Regions from separate parts of the Sus scrofa genome. Here all the other regions are linked to region 1. Evidence: chromatin contacts called from public HiChIP or PLAC-seq and promoter capture Hi-C data. All regions are on one chromosome and are shown on one strand. Each heading gives the region's core, a stretch centred on a gene start, on an enhancer-like site or on the middle of the called end of the contact. The rest is flanking DNA. Distances are from core to core; before and after follow the strand shown.

Region 1 (5,786 bases), core at 76-2,575:
GTAAATCACACTACCTCGTTACTTGTTAGGTATATTCTGACCCATTGAATTTTGAGCTCCTGAATGGCAGAAAGTGCATTAAATTCCTATTTGCATCTCCTGTTCCCATGCCTGCTTGGCCCAGAGGAGATGCACAGGTATTTGCAAAATTAAAAACTTTCATTCTTGACTTAGAAGCAGTAAACCAGAACTTCATGAGATACTGTACAGCAGCAGTAAAATCTGGTGGAGGCCGCATGACAGAGGAGTGGGGAAAGGGGGTTTTAGTCTCTCAGAGAAAACAGAGGTAGACCTGGCTAAGGAAGCTACCTGCTCTGTCTCTAGCCATTGGTGTCCTGGATTTCTTGATGGGAGGCTAAAGTCAATGATGCCTTCCTGCTATGAATCTTTTAGGGCAACAAAACATACCGGGATTCTATGGTGAGGTAACAAGGATGTGATAACAAGCTGATGCCTGGTAAGTCACATAAAGCCTCAGACGCAGTGTGCGCTTAAGAGCAGGAGGTTATTTATATTCCCCAATCAGTAGGATCTGATTAGTCGTAGCACATCAGGGGTGCTAACCCTAGGCCACAGTAGCAACAACTTCTAGTGGATTTGAGAACTAAAACAAAAACAAATAATAAGAACCTACTCCAGTAACTACCTACAGTAGACAGACACACAGCCAGCCAGCCAGCCAGCCAGCCACCCCTTTGCGCACAACCAGAAGGCGCTGGGCGCTCGGCTCCCGGTTTCTGGCCCACAAGGCCTACATGTTGCCGCCGCGGGTGCGGGTTTAATTTACCCCCCAGTGCTCTCGGGGGTGAGGGGGTACTCACCTCGCGCTCCGGGGCCCAGGCACCCGGGTCGGCCCCAAGGGTGAGCAAAGTGGCTCACAAGTCCTCTGGGGAGCCGGGTCGAACCTTGCGCGCTAGGTTTCCGGGTCGCGCATCGCCCCAGGCAGCGCCGGAGGCTGCAATTATTGCAAATACCGGGGCGCCGGTTGCCCGCAGCCCCGCCTTCTTCGCTCGGCGTAGGCGGTCCGGTGACGGAGACCCGCCGGGTGGTCCCTGCAGGGAGCCCGGGCGGGTCGGGGCCCAGCAGTAACTGGCCCCACGCGCTTTCCGCAGGTTTGGGGCTGCAGGGCGCGGACTCAGGCTCTGCGTGGGGCTAGGGGACCCGGAGGACAGCTGGCTCACTTCTCGGGACCTACGGGCGGCGCCGCCAGCCCCCGGGGACCGGACGAGCGCGCCTCCCTGGGAAGCTACGAGGATGGTGGCCCAGCGCGCGCCGACCCTGGCGTCGTCTCGCCCGGCGAGGACGAGCTCCTGGGCGAGGACGCGCAGCGCTGGCTCTTGAGCATCCAGGAGTGCGGCCCGGGCAGCGAATTGCTGGCTTTGTCGTCCCCCTCTACATTCTGAGTTTTAACCCCCGTCTTTAGAAGTGTCTTCTCCAGTGGGGCGGGAAGACGAGATTCTCTCTACTAGTGAACGACTAAGTGGGATAAAAGACTTGTTTGTCCTTCTCCCTTTTTTTTTTTTTAATTTTTTTTTTTTTTTGTCTTTTTTAGGGCTCCTCCCGCGGCATATGGAGCTTCCCAGGCTAGGGGTCCAATCGGAGCTGTGGCCTCAGCCTACACCACAGCCACAGCCACAGCCACACGGGTCTGCAACCTACACCACAGCTCAGGGCAACACGGATCCTTAACCCACTGAGCAAGGCCAGGGATCGAACCTGTCACCTCATGGTTCCTAGTCGGACCACTGAGCCACGATGGGAACTCCCTTTTATCGCTTCTTTAGCACTTGCCCTTCTTGCTGTATGGGTTTAGGTTTTCACCTGTTCATCAGCAGTTTGATTCTTTTGCATTTCGTTCTCCTTTCCATTACCTTGTCTTCCGTTCCTTTATAATCCTTCCTCCCCCCTTTAACTAAATGTGTGTATATGCGCGTGCGCCCTTTCGGGGGTAATTTTCATTTCCTTTAAGAAATAAAAATTGTCTTACCTGTTTTTCACCCTTTAACCAAGTGCCAATTTTAATCACCGTTTTTCAGGCAAGACGGACAATGTCACATAAATGTTTCCACTAGACAAAACCCACTCCTTCTCTCTCAGGTCCTCCTTTAGGAGAGAATGGATGAACTTCTTCAGAGCGCCTAAAATGATTATTTTTCTAAACAGAACACTTCCTCTCCTAAAGCTTGTAGAAGTTTCTAGTGACATCCAGCTTCCTCTTCCCGCAGGAATGAACTGTATTTTTCCTTATCTTTCAGTCATATGATCTTCATGATACATCACCCGATTTGATTAACACAACTTTGGAGAACAAGGAACTTTTGGCTAGCTTTACTTTGCTTTTATCATTTATAATGTTTTATAGTTTAGAGTTCTCTCTGAAAGAACTAACTCTGAGGAAACATTTGCTATTGTTAGAATCCATTTTGCAGTATCCATCACATGCTTATTTAGAATTCATTTTTTCATCGTTCACATATGCATGTAAGTACTTCATAAAATACTTAAAAGCTTCAGTGTTGTATTACTTCACTTGATAAGAAGTTATAGCATGTTGATTGATACATCAAAAGAAACCCAATCATTTGGCCCAGTTCCCTAATTTCACAAAGCAAAAAACTAAAATCCAAGACAAAGTGGATGATGTGGAGTCTAGGTAAAAAACCAAACTATAGGTGATCCAGTAGTGGAATATCTGGTCCAGAACCCTAAAGCAAATCATAATCAATGAACTCTTTAGGAATGCTAGTCAAAATGTCCTTTGCTTTCAGTTTTGACTCGTCTTCATCAAATGCATGTTCTTCCTCATACATAAAATGTTAGCCTTTCACTGTCCATTTCAAAATCTTCCTTGTTAATATTAAATACAGTTTGAAAACAAAAGATTGAGGAACTGCTCATTTATTATCTATATGTGCATTAAGTCACTTGGTCTTTTGAGGTAACAACAAAGAAAAAGCAAACATAAAACCCTAAAACAAAAAGAAAAACCTTCTCCCTAGTAATCTGTTATAGATAATTTTCTGATTCTGAGTCTAGAATTATCATCTATGAATTTAAAGTTTTTATTGAAACTCTTGTTTCTTGTTATATAATTCATTTCTGTTTACTTATCCAGAGATTATTTCTAAATTTCATGTTCTCTTGCCTGTTATCTTGGAATTTGATGAAGAAATCTATACTTAGTCTGTAAAGTATCTCTCAAACTGACAATACTGCAGTTTAGTTAACTATGTTTATTATGCCCATGTCAAATATTGCTTATTTTAATACAGATTTTTTAGACTAACAAAATAGTACTTGGTTATAAGTGATGACATACATTAAGTATAAACATCTGATGATTATATTTCTTTTATATAACAGATCAACAATAGTTCTGAATCTAAATTCCTTTTAATGTAAGTTATTGAAACCAAGCACCTTCCTGCCTTGGGTGTTCATTTTTTAAAAAAGTTATTATTATTCGAATGTCTTTTTTAGGGCTGCACCAAAAGCATATGGAAGTTCCCAAGCTAGGGGTCCAATCTCAGCTTCAGCCACCAGCCTATACCACAGCCACAGCAATGTCAGATCTGAGCTGCATCCTTGACCTACATGGCAACACTGGATTCTTAACCCATTGAGCGAGGCCAGGGATTAAATCTGAATTGTCATGGATACTAGTTGAGTTCTTGACCCCCTGAGCCATAATGGGAACTCCTATTTTTATTATTATTATTATTTTTTTTTATGACCACACCCATGACATATGGAAGTTTCTGGGCCAGGGATTGAATCCAAACCACAGCTGTGACCTATGCTGCAGCAAGGTTACATCCTTAACCCACTGGGCCAGGCTGAAGACTGAACCCACACTGTCACAGAGACAATGTGGGATCCTTAACCTGCTGCACAGTGGGAACTCCTGGTGTTCATTTATAGTGGTGTAAAATTTAAAAATTAGTATCCACATACATACCAATGCAAAATTGTACAAAAATATTTGAGTATTGGAAACTAGCTGGAATGTAATATACCGCACAAATGAACCTTCCCACAGAAAAGAAACTCATGGAGTTGGAGAACAGACTTGTGGTTGCTGAGGGGGAGGAGGAGGGAGTGGGATGCACTGAGAGTCTGGGGTTAAAAGATGCAAACTATTGCATTTAGAGTGGATAAGCAATGAGATCCTGCTGTATAGCACAGGGAACTATATCTAGGTACTTATGATGGAACATGATGGAGGATAATGTGAGAAAAAGAATGTATATATATATATATACATATATATGTGTGTGTGTGTGTGTGTGTGTGTGCGACTGGGTCACTTTGCTGTACAGTAGAAAACTGATAGAACACTGTAAACAAACTACAATGGAAAAAATAAAAATCACTAAAAAAAGAATACTTTAAAAAATTCCTTTTTTCTTCATATTCACATCTTAATTGTATATGCTTACAAATTGAAATTTATTTTTAAAATATTCTTTTTGCAGTAAGTTCATTATCCCACCTAGATTGTAGATACAATGATTTCCGAAGAGATTAGAAAGAGAGTAATATATTTAAAGAATCAGAATTCTCTGAGCAACGACATCCTCAAAAAGGTCTTGTTTTCATTAATATGCCATTGATAGCAGAGAGGATGGGTGACTGTTCTTCATAACCGGTTCACTGTGGACAGGAAGTGACTGCCTTCCCAGGCAAGGAGATCCTGAAATCACAAGCTCCAGCCTCCATCAATGACAACAGGATTACCTGTTACGTAGGCAGACTGCAGTGATAAACACAAAAAGAAAGAACGATTAACCAGATGTGTGTTCCTTCAGTCTTCCTGACTGAGATAGCTCATCAATTTATTTTCATAGTACCAGGAAAATGCACTTAACAAAGAGAAATCAGGAAAATATAATTAGATTTCCGATGAGTTAAAAGTGCTGATTTTTCTCGGGATCTGGTGCTAACTGGTCTCTGGCTAGTGGCTGAACACATGTCACATTCTGAGGGTGTTTAGACTCAGAATCAGAAAATTAAGAAATCTTATGATATATTGCCGTTCCCCAAACTTGGATAAAGTATAGGCTAAAATAGTACGTTTTTGTTTTGAAACTCAAAAGTATTGTAAGCTAGTTGAGTTGTGTGCCAGTAATAACTTTTGGCATAATCAAGCGTGCGAAAGTGGTCACAACAATTACCAAACAGAATTAAAAAAAAATGTACATTTAGTTAATCAATAAACATGGGTAATTCCAGGAACTTATTAAGCACATTAAATGTGTTTTTAAAGTTTAAAGGAATAGGAGTTCCCATCGTGGCACAGCAGAAACGAATCCGACTAGGAACCATGAGGTTGCGGGTTCGATTCCTGGCCTCGATCAGTGGGTTAAGGATCCGGTGTTGCCGTGAGTTTAGGTCGCAGACATGGCTTGGATCGGCGTGGCTGTGGCTGTGCTGCAGGCCGGCATTTGTAGCTCCGATTCAACCCCTATCCTGGGAAACTACATATGCCGTGGATGTGGCCCTAAAAAGAAAAAAAAAAAAAGTTTGTATGAATAATAATTATAATAATCTACTAACCAAAAAATATTCTATACTAGTTTCAGACATCCAAATCTGTACAAAACTAAAGGAGTTAAAAAATAAGGTTTTTTTTTTTTTTTCCATAGAAGCTGAAGTGATTCTTGTGGTAGAGAATTAAAAATGTTTTAATTTAAATATGGATAATGAGGACTCAAATTGATGTTCTTAGTTTTAAATTCACCTGATGTCTGAAACAATGGCAGAGGCAGGAAGGAAAGACATCATAT
Region 2 (5,995 bases), core at 832-3,331, 220 kb before region 1:
GAAATACTCCAAAGCAAAAAAGTATAATTTGGTAACATCTGTGGTCCCAGCTAATCTGCAGTTTATGGATTGTTATGTCACCACCAGCCCTACTGTTTGGGTCACATTTGCATGACACTTAGGGTAAAAGTAGGCATACTAACGAAATTCCATCCAAACTGTGATGGTGTGTCAAAAGTGCAGTCAAAAGCCAAAATAAAATTGCTGTTTCACTGATACATTTCATAGGTAAGGATAGCTGTTAACTATTTATAAGCTGGCATCTAAACTTAGGTGCTTATTTATGAAGAGTACAATTAAAATTTGCATTTTCAATGAGTTTTTATAATGTCTGACTCATTCCTGAAATCCAGTGAGAATTAACCTCCGAGAAAACAAGTGTATTTCAGAGAAAATGTCACTAAAGCAAAACTATGCAGTTATGGTATAAACATATTTTTTGCTTTGTTAATAACAGAATATTTAAAAACCAAAATCAAGATTTTTTTTTAAGGGCCACACCCATGGTATAATGTCACACTACCTTATATTATCCTCTGAATTAAAAATTAAGCTTTACTTGGTAGATATGGTAAGGCATTTTAGTGAATTCTTTTCCTTTGAAACTTGGTGATCTATAATGGGAAAATTCTAGAAATTGCAAATACCAGTGTCTAAGGGGATTTAGTAGCAACTGTGGCAGATACACACCCCATGTGAAAAAGGGAGACAGCTGCTACCACATCCCAAGCCATCACTGCTTGTGGAATGAGGGCCTAAGTCAGAGTTTTATGCAGACTGTCAACTTTTAGAATATTCGTGTTGGCAAACAGGGTAAGTCATGAGTTAAACTATGTGCATGTAAAGGAAAAATAAATAAATAAATAAAATCACAATTTTTTCACAGAATGAGACAAAACCAAGCACTTAAAACATTAAAATTGACCGAGATAACTGGGAACTTACAGGTTTCATTAAGTTGGTCATTAATTGAATTCTGTAGGTTTCATTAAGATAATCAGACATATCTCAAATTATTAAACTAAATTCCCACCCCCCCAAATTTGATTTATAATCAGAACTGCTAAATAATCTTCTCCTGATCCAACCCACCCACTGGTTAACTTTTTTTCCCAAGAGCATTTCCTCTTTTAGAATCCTAAGTACCTACTTACTGATCATTATTCTCACCTAGTACATTACTGATATTTATACTGAGATTAGAATAGCAAAAAAGGGGAAGAAAACAGAAAATTCAGTAACACACAATAACGTAGAATAGAAATCCTTAAGCACCTTCCAAGTCAAAAAAAAAAAAAAAAAAAAAAAAAGTTTAAGTATTGTGCAAGATACAGTCTTACCCCAGGATGTTTTACTGCGCTCTAATTCTGTGAAATTCTTAGATGGTATCCATAATTCTGAATATTCAATTATCCAGCATATACAGTTTCTTATCTACCCAGGATAGAAAGGAATTTTGCTGTATTCAAAATATCACTTTCTACCTAAAAATATTCAAATTTTGTGTGATGCTAAAGCTCTATAAAAATCAAATATCAAATAATACACTTAAGCTAGATTTTTGGTCAGCTACACAAAGCCAAGGTCTTCTAGCAACACCATGGTATAGACAGAAAATTAACAGGCTCTATAAATCAGAAGCTCTGCGACAATGCTTTACATTGCTATGAAAGAATATTAGACAAGAAGAGATATTTAATATGCCATAGAAATGCTGTACTTTAGAACCCAGACATAGGGACAAACACAGTGTATTCAACAAATGACTGATTGTTTCTTTCAAAAGCCATAACTATGTTTAAACCCAAAATATAATTACAATGCAATAAAATAAAACTAAGTAGTAATCTCTAACTAGATCAATGCTGGATTTTTAATTAAAAACAAGAACATAATTTTCAGTACTTACAGGTCCCATAATTGTGGCTTGCCAATGAAACACTAGAAAAAGAAAACACTCGTTATTATCTATAAATGCACAAACTTTTTTGAAACTAGCCACAAAAATCATTTGAAAATTACTTACTATCATCCCCAACTGGACCTGCAGAACATTGTGCTGGAGGGTCACGGGCCAAATCACTAAGTTCCTACACCAAGATAGAAAATGCTGGGTCATGTAACCATAACAGAAAACACTAGCCGAGTTGAGAGTCATTCTTTAAGGGACATATAATCACAATTTACAGTAACAATACATTCTATTAGGAAAGAAAACATAAGTAGCCTACCCCATCCACTTCCTGGGACATACTAAGTATAGCAATTTACGAACATACACTGGGGCTAGGTGGTCATAAAAGCATACACATCAATATGAATTTTTATCACAGGCATACCTTGCTTTATTGTCCTTCACCGACACTGCATGGGGGAGTAGTTTTTATTTATATCTAACAAATTGAGGGTTTGTGGCAACCCTGCTAGACGCTCGTCTATTGATGCCATTTTTCCAACAGCATTTGCTCACTTTGTCTATTTTAATAATTCCTACAGTATTTCAAACCCTCCACCAGCAAAAAATTTAAGCTTGCTGAAGGTTCAGATTAGCCTTTTTTAAGCAATATAGTATTTTTAAAGTATGCAAATTTTTTAGACATGTTATTGCACATCTAATAGATTACAGTATAGTGTAAAATAACTTTTATATGCATTGGGAAACAAAGTGACTACTTGCTCTATGTGGTGGTCTGGAACCAAACTCTCAGTATATTCAAGGTATGCCTGTACATAAACAAAAGCTATTCTCTTACAAAATGGAAAGTTGTAATCAGATACTTTTTAGCTTAAGAATTTTGGGCAGTTCTCAACATTCATGTTACTGCTGAATTTTTGAAACTATCCCAGAGGCCCTTGTTTCTACTGTTTTAAATACTCTTTCTAAACCACACTACCCCATTTTCCACTTAAAAAATCTCTCATTGGGTTAGTTAAGTACTCGTCTTGGTTTGATCTCCTTATTCCCTCAACTCAGTCTTGTCTTTTACTCAGTGTTAAATAAAACTCTGGAAAAATCTACCTCTTTAGGTAGAAAAAAGTTTGCTCTTAGCAGAACATGCCGTTTTCCTCAATTCCATTTGACCTTTGACCATTTCCAACAAGTATGTATTTAGCCTTTCCATAACCTGTGCATAACCCATATGGATAATACAGTAAGAAAACTAAAGTTTCTTCTTACTCAATACAACTCTATCTATAGATACTGATACAGAAACTTTGACAATACAGTGATTCATAGACCCTTAATAGTGGACTTACTAAGAAAAAGGCAGAGAGTACACATTGCAGGAAGGTAACTAGAGCAAATATTTGCTTTTACAACATAGTCAACAAAATGGACTTCAAAAAAATAGCCAATTGTTCAGAAATGATCAGTCTAGACTCTCTGCACAAAGAAAATAAAAAATAAGAAATAAAAAAATCCAGCGTTCCTGCTGTGGTATGGTGGGCTAATTAAGAAGCCAATTGTAGTGGCTCGGGTACCATCTCCAGTCTGGCACAGTACGTTAAAGGATCCCACACTGCCACAGCTGCAGCCAGTCCCTGGCCTGGGAAACTTCCATATGCCATGGGTGCAGCCATAAAATTAAAAATAAAAACCAATACAGAAGAATTGTCCTTGGGGTAATAATTTTGTAATATACACATACCAAATAATTATGTTGTACATCTATTACACCATATATCAGTTGTATCTCAAAAATAAAACTGGGACAAAACACTGCCTTTGCCAATTTGCTTCTGAAACTCAAACTTCAACTGCTTATATGGTTACCAAGGTAGCCAAAGATACCAGGATTCAGTCTTAATTAAGTTGATGGAAATCAGATCAGACTTTTATGGCTGTCTATGTAAATATACCCTCATATGTTCAACATGTATCATTCCAAACACTTTGGATTCTGATCAGTAGGAATCTTAAAAAAAAAAAAAAAAAAAAAACAAAAACCCATAGAAGTATTTCAGAACTGAATCAGTTTTTTTGAGTTGAAAGAAAAAAAAAAGAAATGCAAGTTCCCTCTGTGGCAAAGTGAGTTAAGAATCTGAATGCAGCAGCTGGGGTTCAATCCCCTGCCTGGTGCAGTGAGTTAAAAGGATCCATCTTTGCCATAGGCATAGGTCACAGCTGCAGCTGAGATTCAATCCCTGGCCTGGGGACTTCCATATGCCACAGGTTTGGCCATTATAAAAAAAAAAGAAAAAGAAATACACTGGCACCTCAAACTAATCACTATCCACATGACCTTTTCGTAAAGCACTTATTTACATTCCATGATCAGCCACTTTATAATAGCAAGCTACTTTTAACACCTTCTCAACGTGTATGTACTTTATTGTAGATAAAAATCAAGCAGTCTCTGATGTTAAGTTTTTCCACGTTCAAAGACCATATAAATTTTTGTTCTGTTGTTTAATTGGCCCACCAAAAAAAGATAAACCAGAAGCTAACACACACAGTCTAATTTCCTCTTAAGGAACATAAGAGTCCAAGAAAGGTTATTTTAAGGTTAAAAACTTACCTGTTCCAAACCACCCTCCCCAGCTTTCCTACAAAACAATGAAGATCTGACTTTTCAAGATGGCTATTAAAACCCAACCACAAACTAACACATGCAATTCAAACACTCAAATATGGCATCATGAAATAATTAAGGACACTGAATAGGCACCTCCCTCAATTTAATCAGGTTGGAGTCTCATTTTTAATCCAACTTGGACCTACTATTTCCTAGGCTTCTTTCCTCTCCTCTAAAATAGGAAATCCTATTTTTTACAGAAGTTTTGAAAGGATGAATGAGACAAAATACGCAGGCACACTACCTGGCCTACAATCTATTAGGTACTCAAAGCGAGCAGACTACCCATCTTGAATGCAAGATTTCCTGGATAAGCACTCCTACCATTTGTTTATTAAACAAAAGCAAAACAGCTTTAGAAACAAGCTACATATTTTAGCCTTAGCTCATTTAAATCTTTTGCCTGTGTGATGAAATTTTATGCTTAGTTGTCTATAACATGTTCATTTAAGCAAATGAAAGCCCACACTATATTATACATTAATAACACAAGGTCAGCAACTCATGGAGTATTTATGATGAGGTTTTCAAGAAACCATGTTACTAGGTTGAGTCATATGAAATTACTAACACTTGGCCATTTTTGAACTATAGAAACTGCAATTTCATGTGGTTCTACCTAAAAATGCCTAATACACACCTGAGTTCTAGTATTACTAAAATGAATTTCTTACACTGATCTATCCCAAACTGTGTACTTAAACACACTGTTCTAAATGTGATAATCTGGTAGAACGGCTTAAAAATACCTAGCAGTTATTATTATTATTCTGGCCACAGTATGTAGCAGCTTGACGTGGGATCTCAGTTCCCAGACCAGGGATTGAACCCTGGCCGCAGTGGTAAAAGAGTGCCAAATCCTAACCACTAGACCACTAGGGAACTCCTGCTTGATCAGTTATTTTAAAATAAAAAGCAATTTAATGATGGTTAGTCAGAACAACTTCTTAACAAATAAAAGTTCAGGTATTCATAAAGATCTACAATGCATCAACATCTTAGTTGAAAGTTGCACGTTTTGAGTAAAATCTAAGAAAATACTTTTTAATGAGTTTTCCTGCACACTGGTATCTATGAATCACTAAGCCATCATATGCTGACACTTTTAACTCCTTTAGAGTAAATGCCTAATTTCAGTTACCACTGAATTTCAGCTCTTCACACTCATAGTTCAGGTTTTTAGTCCTTTCATATAATTTCCTAATGCCTTATTTTCCAAGTTTTCCATGACTAACCCATCTCTGAAGTAACACTAAAAGATCTAAATAACTTACATACCAAAACTTACTTTAAAGTCAACATCAAAAAACGGCCTAAAAGTGGAGTTCCTGTTGTGGCTCAGCTGGTTAAACACCAGACTAGTATCCATGAGGATGCAGGTTTGATTGCTGGCCTTGCTCAGTGGGTTAAGAATCCAG
Region 3 (6,267 bases), core at 3,173-5,672, 170 kb before region 1:
ATGGAGCAAAGGAGGATGCTCTAATATTTGAAGGATGAGTTCTAAAACACGGAGCAGTTAGACTTTGAAGGACAGGGCAGACGCTAAGTACAGGAGGAATTATAGCCACATTTGGAGATGATGGTGAGGAAAGAGTCTCTGGTACTAAAAATCAAGGTTATGTGAGCCCCAAATAAGCCTGGTAGTATCAGTTAGAAGGCTTAATAAGTAAGTAATATAGAATGGTGAAGATATAGAACCACTTTTGTGAGGAATGGGAAAAATTAAATCTAGGAATAGACTGACAGACCAGAAAACAGAGATGGTGTCAACACTAAGTATCTTGAAGAACTCTAAGAATGGTGGGAGGAAGGCAGTGGTGATATAAACAAATACATGAAGTTGTGGTCAGAAGGTAGGGGTTCTGAATTTAAGATCTCAAAGGCAGAGTAAATATTCATTGATGATGATGAAGATGATACTGATGATAACAACAATTCATTTAGCACACTGAAGAAAATTAGTTATGGAGTCTCTGCTGTGGCACAGTGGGTTAAGAATCCAACTGCAGCATCTCATGTGGGTAAGATCCCCTGCCCAGTGCAGTGGGTTAAAGGATCTGATGTTGCCTCAGCTGTAGTGCAGGTCACAGCTGTGGCTTGGATTCAGTCCCTGACCTGGGAACTTCTATATGCTGAAGGTGCGGCCATAAAAAATTAATTAGATCTAGTTATATCAATCATTACCATCAGCATATTACAGATGAGAAACTGAGGCCCTAAAGAATTTTCAAAAACATGCTTACGTTTTTCCTAGAACTAGTCAAGATGACTCTGAAAATCATCTGGAGTAGGAAAAGGCCTGGCATTTCTCAAGAAACTTTTGAAGCAAATAGTGGATCTTAACTATTGTTAATATCTTGCTGGGTGTTAACAATTGTTATAAAGTTGTAGCGTTATGATAGTGTGGTAATGTCATTGAGGTCGTACAGATTGACCAATGGAAAAGAATAAATGATCCATGGATATGTAGAAATCTGATTTGAGATTGATGACATTACAAACCGTAAGAGTTAAACTGTTCAATAAATGCTGCCAGAACAACTAATTGTTCATATATAAAATAAATAAAATTAGATCTCTGCCTTAGGCACAAAAATAGTAGGTTGATTAAAAAAAATAAAGAAGGAGTTCCTGCTCTGGCACAGTGGGTTAAAGATCCAGCACTGATGCAGCTGTGGTGTAGGTTGCAGCTGCAGCCTGGATTTGATCCCTGGCCCAGAAATTTCCATATGCCATGGGAATGGCCAAAAAAAAAAAAAAAAAGAAAGAAAAAGAAGAATAAAGTATAAAAAATATGAAGAATAAAAGCTTAAAACCTTTAGCAAAAAGATAGATGAATATCTTTGTGATTTTGAGGTAGGAAAGTATTTCTTTTTTTTTTTAGGAAGGATTTCTTAAGCCAGACTCCAAAAGCACAAAATATAAAGGAAAAGATGAATAAATCTGACAACATTCAAACTAAATTTGAGTATAAGAAAAATCACCAAAAACCAAGTCAAATAAAAGACATGGACTGGAAGATGAAAGGCAACCACTACAGGCAATGGTTTACTACTATGCAGAAAACATCAATCAATGAAAAAGATGAGCAAAGCAATAGAAAAATGGGCAAAGATGTCCAGAGATGTCCTGGAGACATTTGGGATTAGAAACATCTGGGTTGGAAAAGAGATTTGGGCTATAACAATTACTGATCATACTTGAATTCATAGGACTAGGTGAGTTGATAGAAGGAAAGAATGTAAAGAAATGAAAGATCTGGGCCTGGCTAGGACATAAGGCAAGCAGAAGATTATCAATCCTCACTCAAGCTCTGAACACTACATAATAACTCCTTTAACCTTATTCACATATTGCTTATTTTGTTTGGCCTTTCTGGTCATAACTTTAGAGATGGAGTCTAAATACAAGAAATAATCACTAATAAAGCCAGATACTGTTGGACACTACATCAGAAAGTGGTCAGATAAGTCCGTGTCAGTTCTATAGAACAATTGTTCCTTTAGTTCACTTCTAGTTTAGGAACCATGTTTCCTTTAGCCTCTCTGTTTCATGTGCAGCCCAAAAAAAAAAAAAAAAAAAAAAAAAAAAAAAAAAAAAAAAAAAAAAAAAAAAAAAAAAAACCTTGTATGAATGCCAAAAAGGCAGGGGTTGTAGAAATGAAATGCAAATTAAAAATACGAATGAAGCATAATTTAAATTTTTAAATAAAGGGAATCTAAGAAAATATTCCTTATAATGCACAATAAGAATTTAACGGCCAGGGTTAGGAACTATATCCCTTTATATGCATGTAACGCATTAGAAATAACTAATGCATGGTGTTCCTCTGTGGCTCAGTGGGTTAAGGACCTGGCGTTGCCACTGCTGCACCTTGGGTCACTGCTGTTGGTGTGGGTTTGATCCCTGGCCCAGGAACATCCACATGCCAAGGGAGTGGCCAAAAAAAAAAAAAAAAGGTGGGGGAGATGGAATATACATTTTAAAATTTTAAGCCCCTCCAAAAAAGTGTTTCATCCTTATAGACTTCCACTCACTACATTTCTTCTACTTGGAAATGGCAAGCCAGCTGTCCACTGCTCAAGGGAAGCCAATCACAGAAAAACTACATAGAGTATAATTCTTTTTATATGATGTTCAAGAACACGCAAAGCAAGACAGAACAGTGGCGGCGGTGATAGTTAGTAGGTACATAAAGAAGTTCTATGGGGTGTTTGATATATTCCGTATATTTGGATTTGGGTGTTGATCACATCGAATTGTACAGCATCTTACTATGTTATATCTCTTAATTGAGGTATACATTTTTTATTCCTTTAAAGAAAAACTTCTTAGAGGACTTAAGAATCTCACTTAACACAGCTTGTTTTGTTCTTGTCAAGACAACAAAGACTCTAGTTAAGAAACAAACTTTTAGTGACCCCCAAGCTTTTCTTACACCTTATGGCCCCTTGACCAACACATGCCTGACTCAGCCATCTCCCCAACAAAACAGGCTCAAAGACTAGGATGTCTGAGATCATTTTCAGGATAAACCCATCAAACCAAAAGTAAGCTCCCAAGAGGAAACTGAAAATAAATCCTAATGTAAACGCCAACCTTTAAATCATTACTTTGTATACCATCTTCTACACTGCTCTAGCTCATGAACATGAACTTGTATCTAAACACCTTCATAGAAATTTTCATTGTCATTTTACTGTGACAGTTTGGATCGAAGTAAAATGATAGAAAATCAGTTTATCTAGGTTTAAACTAACTCTCTTACTGATAATTTTTTTTTAGTGAAGGACGACCACAAATATTAAACAGTCCAAGGAATGAAAAGTTGCTTTAAAAATAATTTCTTCACTTTCACACTTTAGGATGAAAATACTAATGGAAAAATGAAAAATAAAACCTGTATAATCACAACTGGCTGTTACATTAAATCATACAAGATGAAATATTGCACATTGCACAGTTTGTTATTGTATGTTGTTAGTCAAGTGGGGCTGAGCACTGTAAAGTGGCAGTGTATTGAGATACACAACATGCAATCAGCAAGTGCGTTACTTTGGATATTTTACTTCAACAAAAACAAGAAACAAAGGCATGTCAAGGAAGGTGCTTCAAGAGACTGAAGCTGTCTCCTTTCACCCTTTAATTATTTTTTTCAGGTGCTAATAAAAATAAATAAAAATTGAACATCTCCACCGACACTTGCGATTGTAGCAGAAGCCTTGCAACATAAAATGAAGGGAACCATCAACCTTTAATACCCTTTTACACTTTCGTAGTTTTAGCCAACCTAAACAAGAACTGATCTGCAGAAGGAGCTGAAATTATCCAAAGAAAGACTCTCACGGGTCTCGACTGAGAGTGGCAAGGAGCCTCAGAGCAGCGTTGCACTAAACAAACAAGGGGCAGAGCTGGAAGCAGTTCCTAGTTTAGGTAAAGTAATTTTAACTTCTTTCTTAAAGCCCGGCCTGAAGGAATGACAGAGCGAAATAAGGCACCGCGAGTGTAGAGGGGAAAGATGCGCTTAGGTGAATACAATCCTGGGGTCGCGGCTGGGAAGAGGCCGAGATGAGAGGAGTCGAAGTAAAAAAAGATGCCAGGAGAAACTCACTTTTGAAAGGCACCATCCAGTTACAAAGCACTCTCACGTGCTTTATCTCATCGGACACAATATCCTTTCTGCGGGCCTCCAGCGTCCGCAGATGTTAAAGGCCCACTGTGAGGGCCCTCTGCAAAACCGAGACTCCAAGGCCGGCCTCGCTACCCGTCAGTTCCCGCGGCCGCCCGTGCCCCCGCGGCACCCGCCGGGCGCGCACGTCACTCGCCCACTGCCAATCGGCACTCGGCAGGTCACCTCGGCTTGCGGGCCCGGAGCCCCGCCCCAGCAGGGTCCAGGCCGCGAGCGCCGGCGGGCCGCTTCCGCTCTCGGCGCAGGCGCGGCAGGTCGGCCCGAGCGCGGCTGGGGTCGGGGAAAGAGAGGACGCCGCGGGTCAGGATGGTGCTGGAGTGCGTGGCCCGGATCGTGAAGGTGCAGCTCCCCGCGTATCTTAAGCGGCTCCCAATCCCGGAGAGCATTACCGGGTTCGCCCGGCTCACAGGTAATGCCAGCCTTCAGCCAGTCCCCATCCTTGCAAGTTTCCAAGGCGGAGGGTGGGGGCGGGAATCTAAAAATCTACGGGCTGAGGGGCGGGGCGGAGCTTGGCGGCGGGCGCGTGACCCAGTGATCCCGCGCTCCGAGGGAGGTGGGCGCGCGCAGATACAGCTGCCTGGGATCTTGCGTGAGGCCACTTCTCGGTACCTGGCGACATCGGGTGCTAATCCTGGTGGCAGTCTCCTTTGTCTTCTGTGGTGAGAGCCGGCTATTTGCAGAGAAGGTGCTGAGTTGGGAACAGTCCCATCTCTTTCATCTCTCTCGTTCCCTGCTTGTTTATTTTAGAACACGATGAGTCTTCGTTATCCAAGGCGCTGTGTGCCAGGCCGTCCCAGCTCTCATCTGTGGGTTTTACCCACAGCGTGGGGGTGTGAGTGGGAGGGAGAGAAACGTAGACAGACGTGTAATAGGTATTTGGAAGTTTTATTTAGTAACCAAGTTAAAAAAGAAACTCCTTTCCCGTAGGGGAGCGTTAACCTACCTTGGGGGCATTTGAAGTCAACTCTACTGCTATGGGCCTGGAGGCAGTTTAGGTAACTGGAGTTGGAGGAAAGATATCTTGGCTAGTATGATGGACCAGAAATAAAGGTTTTGTTGGCTTCTGAGCACTACAGCTTAAGCGGGGTATTTGTAAACCAGTCTCAGGGACCGACTAGGTTGACGAGGGGACAAAACGTATTGATAAAGCAAACACTGTCCTATCAGGGAATGTAAGCATGAATTAAGACAGTTTTGAGGTAAATAGGGTTGCTTATCGTGGAGCAGTCTGGAGACCTATGATACCTGACTTAAAATATAGTATTTGGGTTTTTTTGTTTTTTTGGCTTTTCAGGATTGCACCAGCGGCATATGGAGGTTCCCAGGCTCGGGGTCCAGTCGTAGCTGTAGCTGCTGGCCTATGCCACAGCCACGCGGGATCCAAGCTGTGTCTGCAACCTCCACCATTAGCGAGGCCAGGGATCGAACCCACCACCTCATGGTTTCTAGTTGGATTCGTTTCTGCTGCACCAGGACGGGAACTCCAAAATATAGTATTTGGAACGCTGATGGAAGAAAAATAAAATTTATTCTGTGCATTCCAAAAGACAGAACTAGAGTCAAATTATTGAAAGTTATTTGAAGAGGGATTTCAGATCCAATACAAGGGATCATTAATTTTTTTAAATTAGAGAATACTTTACCCAAACATAGGTACTTTGAGAGCTATGCCCTCTCAGAGGTTTAAAAAAATAAAGGCAGTGTCTGGTGGTGGGTAGGTTTAGGGGTAAACTAGATGACTCTTCCAAATCTAGAGAATCTTTGAATTATGGTTAGAGACATTTACTCTGTTGACAAATGGATTTTGAGATTTTAACACTTTTACATATTAAGTTTAGTAGAAAGCATGATTTTGAATAAAAAGTGTGGTAACAATAATAAACATTATAAAGAAACATCTAAACATAGGAAGCAACATAAAAGTAACATAAAATGAAAAAACTATTTCAAATCAATTGATTGTAACACCAAAGTCTTCTTTTGATTCTACTAGTTTATTCTGATTGTGGCAATTATGTAAAATTTTTTACCCTATCA
Region 4 (5,888 bases), core at 1,662-4,161, 250 kb before region 1:
TACCAAAAGATCTTTATGTAACTGGCTATCTTTGCCCAGCTTTTTAAAAGCAGAATCTTTCCCAAACAGCCTTCACTCTCTCTTGCTTTAACTTGCTTTATTCTTCTTCTGTCACCATGTTGTCTATTAATGTGTTTACTGTCTATTTCTTCCACTAGAATGTCTACGGGGACAAAGACTTTATTTTCTTCACCACTTGATTCCAAGCACCGAGAATAAGACCCACCACATTGGAGGTACTGACTAAATATTTATGAGATAATTAGGTGAATGAATACCTAAATGAATGGCTTTGGCAAGATAGGTTTCAAGTTCTCATGTAAACACGGTATCTGGGCCAGTGTCTGCTCTAAACTGTTGAATTTCCTGAGGTCAACACCAAAAGGAGATGTTATAATAAAGCAGGTAGAATAATAACATCAAATTACTCAATAACGATATGGATGATTATCGTCAAGAGGCCTAGAGTTTCCCAGTCCTCAAAAGCCTCCTCTCTCTCATCCCACTACCTTTTAAGGCTTTTATCTACCTTACTGAAACCGAAACTGTTCCTAGAATTTTGTAACAGATTTAATAGACATTGTAAATTATTCCCATGAGGAAAAGTCAGTTATTTCATACTAGTAACACCTCATTCACTAATTAACTAGTAATCAAAACATTATTTCTTTTGTTTCTTTCTTTTGTTTCTTTCTTTCTTTCTTTCTTTCTTTCTTTCCTTCTTTCTTTCTTTCCTTCTTTCTTTCTCTATCTTTCTATCTTTCTTTCTTTCCTTCTTGGCCATACTCACAGCATAAGGAAGTACCTGGGGCCAGAGATGGAATCCCAGCTGCAGCTGAGACCTACACCACAGCTGCAGCAATGCCAGATCCTTAACACCCTGCACCCAGCCAGGGATCAAACCCACACTACCAGAGAGACAATTCGGGATCCTTAACCTGCTGTGCTACAGTGAGATCTCCCCAACCATGTTTCTTGATATGCAGCCCTATAGCATGAGACAATAATCTGATTTGCTACAGCCACTAATGATTTCCCACTGCTTTAATTCACTCAGGAAAATGAGGGAAGGAGAGACCATGTAAAATAAACACATGCATTTTCAAAGTATGTGTAAGTGAAGTCTTACTAAGGTCTATGTCATCAGTAATTTGTTAATTAAAACCAGTTCAAGTACTTCAGTTTAATAATCACTCAAAAAAAAAAAACTGGGCCATGGGCAGTGTAATTGACATTTGCTTCCTTTCTGACATACATTCCTGGAAAAAAAAAAAAAAAAACTAATGGTACCAGATCAGAAATTTTGTATAACCCTGACTGACTGTCATGGTGTCATTTAAGTAAACCTTGAATTATATTCTTGACAGTCAACAGCAGTGCTTCAAAAACACAGGATTATTCAAACCACCAAGGTTAAGTGTAGTACAGTACAGAAGGTTTCAGAGTCAAACCAGGCTGGCTTAGAATTCCATTTCTGCCACTTAGAACTTTTCTGGGCTCCATAACGCCACATCATCCATAAAATGCAGCTAAGACCTACTCCACAGAGCTGTTATAAGGATTGGGATGATGCATGCAAAATTACTTATCAAGCACACTTTGTCCAGGCAAAGCCGTAACAGATGCGCAACAGATTTAAAAAAAAAAAAGTGCAACATCTGGAACCAAAAAACAGTGGAAGGTGGCAGTCTGTTTGCAAACCTCTGCCCACAGGCAGCCAAACAGGAAAACAACCTCAACAAGAAGAACATAAACTGAAGAATGTTGGGACACACACATCATACCACATGCCCTGAGAGGAAACAGCATCTTTCTCCACATCTCAACCAGCCTTAAAAATTACTTAGCCTTGGGAGTTCCCGTTGGGGTGCAGCGGAAACGAATCCGACTAGGAACCATGAGGTTGCGGGTTCGATCCCTGGCCTTGCTGTTAGATGTGGTGTGGGTCGCAGACGCTGCTCGGATCCTGCGTCGCTGTGGCTGTGGTGTAGGCCTGCAGTTGTGGCTCCGATTGGACCCCTGGCCTGGGAACCTCCACGTGCCGCGGGTGAGGCCCTAACAAGCTAAATAAATAAATTACTTAGCCTTTACTTTAGCACTGACGACCCTAACCTTACACTTGTAGGTCTCATTTTTCCTCAACCTACGTGCCACTGCGTCAATTCCAAATCTGTCTCCCTGGCGTCTAACAGCAAAAGTGAAAAACTGAGACGTTGCTGAATATAGTCCCCTGCAGTGTTCAGGTAGTTGAAACAATAATCCCCCGCCTTAGGCTTTGTCGGTATAGCCTTTCTATCCGCCCTTCAGCAGATAACTATGGCAATAACACCCTGGTTAGAGCTGTTTACCCGGGCTAAACCTCCGCTTTCCTGAGTTACTGCTGTACAGACAGGTTAGTTTCTAATCAGCCCGGACCCCAGCTGTGCTCTTCAACTGTAGATACACTTGCCTCTTCGGCGTTTCCCCCTGCAAACCACACGATGCAAACGGGAAGTTAGTGCCAAACCGAGGAGAAGAGTCCCGTACTCAGGACTGCCAGGCCATTTCTGGGCCCTTCTCAGCACTAAGGGGGACGCGAGCGCAGGCTCCCAACCAGGCGACGCAGATAGTACCTGGATGAGCCTCCGCTGAAACAGGGCGCTATGCACGCAACCGGGAACCTTCCCGGGCAGCTCCAGGGAGCCGTTCCCGCTGCGGATCCTCCAGCTTCCCCGCAAACTGAGGGTGAGCGCTGCGGCAGCGGGGCCCGCACTGCACAGTGCCAGCAGCAGGAGCAGGCGGAGGCACATGCCAGTGGCTGGCACCGCAGACACCCGCAGGGCAAGAACCCCCGCGCGGTCGAGGGCTGCGGAAGCCACGGTGCCTTCAGAAGGGCCCAGCTTCGAGGTCTCCCCGCCCTCGGCCCCGGCCACGCCCCCGGCTCTCGGCCCCGCCTCCAGGTCAGCTGAGCTGTGGGGACCGAAGCTGCTCCCCTGGATCCTCTGGCTAGTGGAGGATGCGGAAATCGCGCAGACTGGCGAGGCCGAGCATCGCGGGGGCCAGAGCCGCTGCCATCGTGCGCAGCTCCGGACTCGGACCGCTGCAGTCTGCGCCCTCAACACTGATTCCACCTGCTCTGGGGTCTGAATGGGAAGCGAGAACCGTACACGGTAATTGAGACACACAAATCTCAGGGCGCAAAGTGGCACACAGCTTTGGGGAGCTCAGAGACAGTGGTGTGCAGAGACTACAGGTAGAGAGGCTCCTCACTGCTTCAGAGGACCCAAAACCAAGACACTCCACCACTTTTCTCTCAAATTTCCCCAGACTCCCATCTGTGCTGCAGGGATCTGCCTGGCAAAGGTAACGCCCAAATCAAATCCTTCAGCTCCACGGGTTGGTCTCAGAGCAGAGGCTGTCCTTCAAAGAGTAAACGACTAGAGTTCTCTTGTGGCGCAGCGGTAAAGGATCCGGCATTGTCATTGCAGCAGCTTGGGCCGCTGCTTGGGTCACTGCTGTGGCCTGGGTTCGATCCCTGGCCCGGGAGCATACACATGCCGCAGGCTTGGCCAAACAAAAACAAAGTGTAAACAATTACTGGAGTTCCCTGGTGGCCTAGTGGTTAAGGGTCCAATGTTGTCATTCTTGCGACCTGATGTTACAGGTTTGATCCCTGGCCCGGGAACTAGCTTCTACATGCCAAAGGTGTAGCAGGAAAAAAAAGTAAGCAATTATTAAAAGTACCTAATTTGCACGGTTTTGGTGAAGGCTGAGAAAATTCATGTATAGCATGCAACATAGGGCCCAGCCCAGAGAAAGCACAGCATGCTTGCCTCATGTTAGTGGACTACAACCTCCTGATTTATAAAGCTCCATAGAAGAGGTTCCTGAGGTTCCAGAAACCTGTACTTAATGCACAGGCAAATTTAAAATCCCACTCTGGCGATATGGGATCCTTGGCCTCCTGGGAGCGCTGGGTCGCAGGTTCCATTTCTGGCCAAGCAGGCACAGGAGACGGTGTTGCCACAGCTGTGGCTTAGGTTGAAACTACGGCTGGGATCTGATACCTGGCCGGGGAACTCCATATGCCCCAGGCCAGCCAAAAATAGGTGGAAGAAAAAAAAATCCTCTGCCAATCACTAACTGTGGGACTTAGGCAAGCCACAAAATCTCTTACACCTCCATTCCCTGAACTCAAAAATAGAGACAGTACTCTTTTTTCTTTTTGTTATAAGCATAAAATTAATTAACACACTTGGGTGTTTCCTAATAATGCCAAGGTACCCAAGAAACACCACACATTTTTTTCAAGTCTCCTAGTGGCACTTGAGTGCCATTTTTGCCTTAAGATGTAACTGTGATTTGGGAAGTTAAGAGGGAATTTCATACTGCATAAAATAGACCTATTTCTTTGTTGATGTTATTTGCCTTATTTCCATGTTTGAATGGAAATCTGTGGAGTAGCTCTCATCTCAACAAATCCAAGCCTTGCTTTGCCTTGTAAATGCCTGAAATTGCCTGAATCTGTAGACACAGGACAATATTTTACCTTCACGGAGTCAGCATTTTTCACAAGCCTAGCATGTTGGTTCTAAATTTAGATTATCCAGCCCAAGCCTCCGGCTTTACACCTGAGGGGTCAGGTGACTTGACTGTCATACAGTAGCAGACAGTACCCAAACTCTCCTTGCCTGGCTCTTAGTCTCCTTGCAGCAGAGCCCACTGATATTAAGGGGGAAAGACTCTGGCTATCTCAGAGGCTTCCTCACTCTATAAGCATTTATTTATGCATTTATTTATTTATTTAAGGGCCGCACCCATGGCATATGGAGGTTCCCAGGCTAGGGGTCGAATTGGAGCTGTTGCCGCAGGCCTACGCCAGAGCCACAGCAACGCCAGATCCTCAACCCACTGAGCAAGGCCAGGGATCGAACCCGAAACCTCATGGTTCTAGTTGGATTCATTTTCACTGTGCCATGATGGGAACTCTGAGCATTTATTCTTTTGATAGGAATGGAGCTCTCGATTCACATAATATTCCCTAATTCATGGCACTAAATGGCCTGCCCTTGTCTGTTCAAAACTGTTAACAAGACTTATAGCGGCAAGAGTGACAAGGAGGTTGCAGGTTCGATCCCTGACCTTGCTCAGTGGGTTAAGGATCCAGCATTGCCGTGAGCTGTGGTGTGGGTTGCAGATGCGGCTCAGATCTGGCATGGCTGTGTTTGTGGCGCAGGCCGGAGGCTACAGCTCTGATTAGACCCCTAGCCTGAGAACCTCCATATGCTGTGAGAGCGGCTCAAGAAAAGGGAAAAAGACAAAAAAAAAAAAAAAAAAAAAAAAAAGAAATATTTTAAGGAACCTTTTTTTTTTTTTTTTTTTCTCTTTTTTGGCCACCCCATAACATATGGAGTTCCCAGGCCAGGGATCAGATCTAAACCACAGTTGTGGCCTGTGCTGCAGCTACAGCAATGCTTTAACCCACCTGGCCAACTGGGATCAAACCTGTGTCCTGATGCATGCAGAGAGGCCACCAGTCCCATTTCGCCACAGTAGGAACTCCTCAGGAATCTGCTTTTTTTAAAAAAAAAAAAATAGACACTTACCATTTCTCCTTATATTCCAGGACACAAGTATGACATCATTTGAATTACTTCACTTTGAAAACATAATTTGTTCAACTTCATAGAACATGCACCACCACGAGTGAACTGTAATGTAAGCTATAGACTTTGAGTGATAATGACCTGTCAAGATAGGTTCATCGATGATAACAAATGTACCATTCTAGTGGGGGCTCTTGATAGGGAGGCTGTGCATGTGTGGGAGCAAGAAGTATATGGGACTTCTGTATTTTCTCTTTAATTTTGTTATTCTAAAATTGCTCTTGGAGTTCCCCTGTGGTGCAG

Evidence for each region. Promoter capture Hi-C pulls out the DNA fragments that hold promoters and counts their contacts. HiChIP or PLAC-seq counts read pairs in DNA pulled down with a chosen protein or histone mark.
Region 2: a contact with region 1 is called in a promoter capture Hi-C map of fetal liver, with 2.9 times the contacts expected there. The contact joins the promoter of UBE2D3 here to the promoter of SLC9B2 in region 1. A contact is called at or near these places in 1 of 5 promoter capture datasets (fetal liver), 2 of 47 Hi-C or Micro-C datasets (fibroblasts and skeletal muscle) and 2 of 2 datasets of contacts at active chromatin or transcription factors (alveolar macrophages and skeletal muscle).
Region 3: a contact with region 1 is called in an H3K27ac HiChIP or PLAC-seq map of skeletal muscle. The contact joins the promoter of CISD2 here to the promoter of SLC9B2 in region 1. A contact is called at or near these places in 1 of 5 promoter capture datasets (fetal liver), 1 of 47 Hi-C or Micro-C datasets (heart right ventricle) and 2 of 2 datasets of contacts at active chromatin or transcription factors (alveolar macrophages and skeletal muscle).
Region 4: a promoter capture Hi-C map of liver shows a contact between it and region 1, with 4 times the contacts expected there. The contact joins the promoter of MANBA here to the promoter of SLC9B2 in region 1. A contact is called at or near these places in 2 of 5 promoter capture datasets (fetal liver and liver), 3 of 47 Hi-C or Micro-C datasets (heart right ventricle, liver and skeletal muscle) and 2 of 2 datasets of contacts at active chromatin or transcription factors (alveolar macrophages and skeletal muscle).

The regions. Positions count from the first base shown.
Region 1 is chr8:117,992,316-117,998,101 of Sscrofa11.1, reverse strand. It overlaps SLC9B2 (mitochondrial sodium/hydrogen exchanger 9B2), which reads right to left and starts at 1,325. Exons shown (of 11, transcript XM_021100729.1): 1 at 822-1,325. BDH2 (3-hydroxybutyrate dehydrogenase type 2) reads right to left here. Exons shown (of 10, transcript XM_003129285.5): 10 at 2,883-4,753. The coding sequence ends at 4,700.
Region 2 is chr8:118,214,310-118,220,304 of Sscrofa11.1, reverse strand. It overlaps UBE2D3 (ubiquitin-conjugating enzyme E2D 2), which reads right to left and starts at 2,081. Exons shown (of 6, transcript NM_001078673.1): 1 at 2,027-2,081; 2 at 1,910-1,941. The coding sequence starts at 2,081.
Region 3 is chr8:118,162,850-118,169,116 of Sscrofa11.1, reverse strand. It overlaps CISD2 (CDGSH iron-sulfur domain-containing protein 2), which reads left to right and starts at 4,422. Exons shown (of 3, transcript XM_013989389.2): 1 at 4,422-4,639. The coding sequence starts at 4,537. It overlaps LOC106504757 (a long non-coding RNA gene), which reads right to left and starts at 4,323. Exons shown (of 2, transcript XR_002346468.1): 1 at 4,153-4,323.
Region 4 is chr8:118,248,145-118,254,032 of Sscrofa11.1, reverse strand. MANBA (beta-mannosidase) reads right to left here and starts at 2,911. Exons shown (of 18, transcript XM_003129294.6): 1 at 2,613-2,911. The coding sequence starts at 2,789.